Linked DNA regions of Rattus norvegicus: region 1 is linked to region 2. The links are chromatin contacts, called in public Hi-C maps. All regions are on one chromosome and are shown on one strand. The core of a region is the stretch at or near the end of the contact, and the rest is flanking DNA. Distances in the headings are between cores, read along the strand shown. Region 1 has its middle 140 kb from the start of Ccdc68. Region 2 overlaps Tcf4 (transcription factor 4).

Region 1 (2,700 bases), core at 98-2,597, 120 kb after region 2:
CTCTCCCCTTCTTTAAGACCTTCTTTTCTAGTCCTCTATGAGATTGATTTTGCCAAGCTAATAAGTCTTAGCTCAGACATCATTTGCTGCTAAAGCTTCACGTGCACTCTCAGACGGTTACATTGTCCTTCCCCGACCTTGTACACTCTTCAACATCTTTCTCCCTTTGCTAGTTTGAACTTCAGCCTAGACAGAGGACTAGCAAGGACTAGTCCAAGGTCCAAATCTTACTTCCTTTGTTTTAAAAAGTAAAGTTTCACTGAATCTCAACTAGGCTTAATTTTTCATATATGTATTTTTTATGACTGTCTCATGTTATAGAGACAAGGTTAGGGTTAGGGAATCATGAGAAAGACTGTGTGACCCGCAGTGCCTAGACTGCTCACTGTGGAGCTGCCATTGAAGCAATAATTCATCAAACATTTTCCCCTGAATTCACAGCTGTCATAGCTGCAAGAGTTAGCCCAGAATAGATCTTTGTGCATATTTGTTAAGTAAAGGGGAAGCTTACAATTTTTTCCACTTTAGTCTTCCCTGTGACTATTATAGCCAGTAAGAGTGGCTATTATAAAAAAAAAATTACAGAAAAAAAGTTGTCAATAGTTTGTAATTGAGGAAGACTTTCCTAATGGAAGGATGCCCGTGTTTATTCGTGGCCTTCATTCAATATTTCTCACTCGGGATGCAAAAGAATAATTTGGCATCCAGTTAGGCACACAAGCCCATTTAGAAGATGCCCCCGTGCCTGCAGATTAGATTAACTTTGGTCAGTGTTGGTGAAATGACTTGGCTTCTCACAGACTCTCTAAGCATATTTTGGCTCAGGCCAAATGAAACAAACAATTTAGGGTTCCCCGTGTTCCCTAGTGAAATACTGCCAAACCGAACCAGAAGCAGTGCCTTTCAATAAGGTCACAGCAGAGTTCAGGTTGCCGGTGGAAATGAGTCCCTAAAATTAAATTACCAAAAGGTAGAGGTGGAGAGCACACGGAGGTGTTCACAGGTCTTGGCCCATATGCTCGGAAATGGGTTGGGTGTTCGCTGGCACGGGCCCTGCTTACACCTGCCTCTCCAAGGGACTCGTGGATTTCATTACCTCTGTAAATATGAAAAAGTACAGACGGACTTTTCAGACTGTCGACTTCCTCTGGGGGAGGGCTCAACATCAAAGCAACTATTTCTACAAACATTTAAAACATCTCCCTCCTTCCTGCCTGCCTCCCCCCCCCCCACCCTCCTTCACAAACACTAAACACACCCAATTTTCCAGGCATCTATGGCTCAACGGCACTCCTTTCCCTAGCAAGGCCCACATTACTGCCATGATTTATGGCTCGTGAATAATTAGGAGCCTGTGTGATGGTCTGGGGTTGAGATCAAAAGAACCATGTGTCAGAGGAAGGGAGGGGCTGCTGGAGCAGGAGGAAGACTGGGGTGTTTGTAATCCTAACCAGAGAGAAGCGCTCCGTGGCTTAATTGGGAAAAGGCTCAGGGTCTGAAGAAACAGTGAAAGCTGTGCTGGTCTAGGGAAAGAATCTGTGTAGTTTGCAAATCAACAATATGGAGCGATAGGTGAACCCGCGGGGACGGGGCTGGCGGGTTGGTGGCTTTGCACTAGAACTCAAAGGTCTGAGGGGAAAAAAAGTGGACCATGTTTTTGAGAAACGAGGAAAACAAAACAAAACAAAACAAAAGGCTCTAATGGGTTCACTTTGGAGAGTTCTGGAATGTTTCTTTTTCCCCTCTAATTCAGAGAAAATGTCTAGGGAAGGGATGCAGTGCTTCAGTCTGTCTCCTTGGTCCCAGTTATTTCCTGTCCCTCCTGGTAGCTACTCACAGAGAAGAAGGACTTCGTGGTGGAGATACACAGTCAAGTCACAGTGGTCGGGCCTGGACTGGACTGTGGCTCTGCACAGGGCAGGGGTCGGGAGACGGGGTGGGGGTGGGGGTGGGGGATCCAGCTCAGTCCCAGACCTCAGAGGGTTTTTGTGCTGTGGATTTACGACTTTCTATAAATCACACAGGGAGCAATGGAAACCGGCCTTATAGGGCAACCCCTGTCTCAATTTTGGCGTGTTTTTTTTTTTTTTTTTTTTTAAAACAAGCTGTGTGGCCTTAGGGTAGATGCCTGGGTCTCAGTTTCCTTATCTGCCAAATGACTTTGACTGATTTGGGTGAACTCTGAGCTACTGTTCAGACCTAAAATACTACAGATTTCCCTTGCTGGGCCCTTGAACTTGTATGCTCCCTCTCTGGGTGCAAGTGCTACTCAATTTGCTTTCCTTTGGGGAGGGGGAATGTGGAACCAGAATACCGCTGGGAGGCATTTATACATGAACTATTCAGTTCTACAAGAAGAGCAACTGGCATCCCAGGACACAGTGGGCAGATTGTGGGAACCCAACTAAAAGGACATTCCTCCTCCCCCGTTCTCATAGAGTAAACACACAGCTCTCACCTTGCAAAACCAGAGGATGAGTGGGCCGGAGGAGCACAAAGAAAACCCCTTTCTGTGTGTGTGGGGAAAAAGACATTCCCCCCTCCCCAAACAAACAAATAAAAAACAAAAGCAAAAAAAAAAAACAAAACAAAACAAAAAAAACCCAGCAAGCCACACAGACGATGACTGCCATCCTCGGGAAAATTTCCATTGTGATCCACAGTGCTGCAGAAAATCGAGGTGCCCACGACACTTATGCT
Region 2 (2,700 bases), core at 191-2,690:
TGAAAACTTTTAGAGGACAGATTCCCGTTTTCTGGCACCACACATGGTCAGTATCTAAAAACGTTGCCAATCTTTTGCTCTGGGATAGCCCTAACAGAGACCCAACTAGACCTTTTTGCTTGATGGTATGCAGGAGCAATATATGCAGCCCGCATTCCCTTGCCACCAGCAAACATTCTGGGAGAGGGACAAGGGGGAGCAGTGACGGAGGGGCCTTGTCATGGGGTGTGCTGTCTCCCACTGCTGGCTAGGAGGTCATTACTCCAGCCTTGGAGTATTCCACACTCCCGCCCCAGCACGCCTCATCTGTCCCAGCATCCACACATCCCTCAGGTGCTTCACAGAGTCCAAGAAGACCACTGTCATTTCCTCCTGGTTGGTCCTTCTCCAGGGCAGGTGTCCCTGCTTACAATTGGGATGCCACCTGAGAACTTGCTTTTCTTCCCTTTCTTATTACCGTTCGCTCACTGTGCTTAGTGGCAGCTTTTAATGACATCTCCCTTCAAGCCCACCCTAGACTTTGAGCATTTGCGCACTCTCCTCTCCCTCCCTTCTTTCTGGTATCTGGCGGTGTGCCTGTTTCTTCTTCCCTGTGTTGGGAAAACTGGAAAACCATATACAGAAGAGTGAACCCAGGTCCCTGACACTCTCCGTGTACCAACAACCAAAAACAAACAACAAACTGCTCTAAATGAGTGGACAACCCTGTTGTAAAAACCCAAGAGTAGAAAGAAACAGAGAAAGCATTTCCTAACACAGGCATGGACATTGCATAGGGCTTCGTGGGTTCAGGGCAGATGGCACAGGAAGGCTGTACCCATACCTTTGAAGTCAGCATTCATTACATGCACAGTGAAAACGAGTCTTCCACATCCTCAGTTCTAAGTAGGATGATTCATCATCTTGACTCTGAACAATTAGGGCCTAGCGGATTTTCAGCCTCTTTTCATATCCTGTACCCAGTGGCTTGTCCTCAAAGTAGTCACCTCCCTTCTCTCTGTCTTTCTCTCTCTGTCTCTCTCTGTCTCTCTGTCTCTGTCTCTGTGTGTGTGTGTGTGTGTGTGTGTGTGTGTGTACACGCATGCACATGCGATATTTCCTTTTTATTTCCCTAACGTTTCTCAAGTCCAGAATCCAGAAAAGATTTTCCCTCATGGTATCTTGTCTAGAGTTTTTTATTTACATGTTGTCTTTCATAAGATTTTATTTTTTTAAATCTCCTCTAAACTTTCTTTTCCTTATAATAGCCCTCTAAATGTTTGAACCCCTGGCCCCATGAATCCATCCATGAATGATCTGTTCTCCAGATGGCTCATCCGCCCCTCTGTTCACCCTCCACTGCAGAGAGTCTCAGAGGGTCACCATGACCATCAGAGACGGTCAGACCTTATGCACACCGAGCCCGTGCTTTTGCGATGAATCATAGAATATTTTAGTGCTAACAGCGAATCCTGCTCTGCTTCCTCTGTGACTCACAGAGATCACGGTCAGCTCTAAGAGGGGGTATCTGGGCCTGTATCATGTTACATAGCTGCTACCAATCAGGTTTCCTCGGCTTCTTTTGGAGATTTCAAGCCATAATATGAAAGACCACAGAAATCATGTCTGTTTGTTTCCCAACTCTTTATTCAATGTGTACAGGAAATCTTCTCAAGACTCAGACAAGGTTGGTGGACTGGACAGTCTGCTCTCTGATATTTCTATTTCATACTCCTGTTAACCTAGCTTGTATTGACTGTGATCTACCAAAATCTGATTGTCAACCACTTGTTTTTCATAGGTTGCAAATGTCACAGCATGAAAAACATTTAAAGACAGTTTAAGCCATCTGTCAGTGTTTGTATAAGTATAAGCTAAGCCTGGGTCACTGTCTGCATTAAGACTGAGCTTGCGGTCTTCATTCTCCCTCTATGTCCAGTTCATCCTCTCCTGTTTGATTCCGGTAAAATTCTGGGGAGCAACCAAAAGTTTCGTGTGAGCTCTTTTCTAAACCAACTCCTGGGTCAGACGAAAGTCAAAGGATGAATATGACAAGTGTCAAAGGAAATGTAATACAGATTCCGTCACATCATCTCCCAACACCGTGAGTAAAGGTCTCATCCGTCTTGTGTTACAGCAATAACGATGATGAGGACCTGACCCCGGAGCAGAAGGCCGAGCGTGAGAAGGAGCGGAGGATGGCCAATAACGCCCGTGAGCGCCTGAGGGTCCGTGATATCAACGAGGCTTTCAAGGAGCTGGGCCGCATGGTACAGCTCCACCTGAAGAGCGACAAGCCCCAGACCAAGCTCCTGATTCTCCACCAGGCAGTGGCTGTCATCCTCAGCCTGGAGCAGCAAGTGCGAGGTCAGCGCGTAGATGCTCAGGCACCCTCCAAAGAATTGCCTGGGTGTGGGACTGTATCAAAATCCGTCTCCTGTAATTAAGTTGTAGAAGGTCCTTCTAACTGGTGCTGTACTACAGCTTTTCCGTCTGTGTTCTCAGTCATGAGACGGGATTTACCAACCTATTTCCATCCCATTCTTGTGTGTGCATGCGTGCATTCGTGCGTGTGTGCGTGTGTGTGTGTGTGTGTGTAGACCAAAGAGGTTAATTAGCCTGGGACATCATTCCTTTAGAGTTATCCATCTCCTTTCTTGAGACATGGCCTCTCACTGGAACTTGAGGCTTTCCCTTTAGACTAGAGCTGGCTAGCCAGTG

Evidence for each region. A called contact is a pair of places that touch in the nucleus more often than the background predicts.
Region 1: a contact with region 2 is called in a Hi-C map of Schwann cells, with 8 times the contacts expected there. The contact joins two enhancer-like sites. A contact is called at or near these places in 6 of 12 Hi-C or Micro-C datasets (the A7r5 cell line, the Rat2 cell line, Schwann cells and 3 more).

The regions. Positions count from the first base shown.
Region 1 is chr18:65,676,209-65,678,908 of GRCr8, forward strand. No RefSeq gene overlaps it. Among named protein-coding and RNA genes, the nearest start is that of Ccdc68, 140 kb to the right of the region's middle. Within about 2 kb of position 1,348, at least 16 of the 93 cell types and tissues checked have an H3K27ac peak or open chromatin away from gene starts, as enhancers often do.
Region 2 is chr18:65,554,696-65,557,395 of GRCr8, forward strand. It overlaps Tcf4 (transcription factor 4), which reads left to right. Exons shown (of 19, transcript NM_053369.2): 17 at 2,117-2,346. Among named protein-coding and RNA genes, the nearest start is that of Ccdc68, 260 kb to the right of the region's middle. Within about 2 kb of position 1,441, at least 13 of the 93 cell types and tissues checked have an H3K27ac peak or open chromatin away from gene starts, as enhancers often do.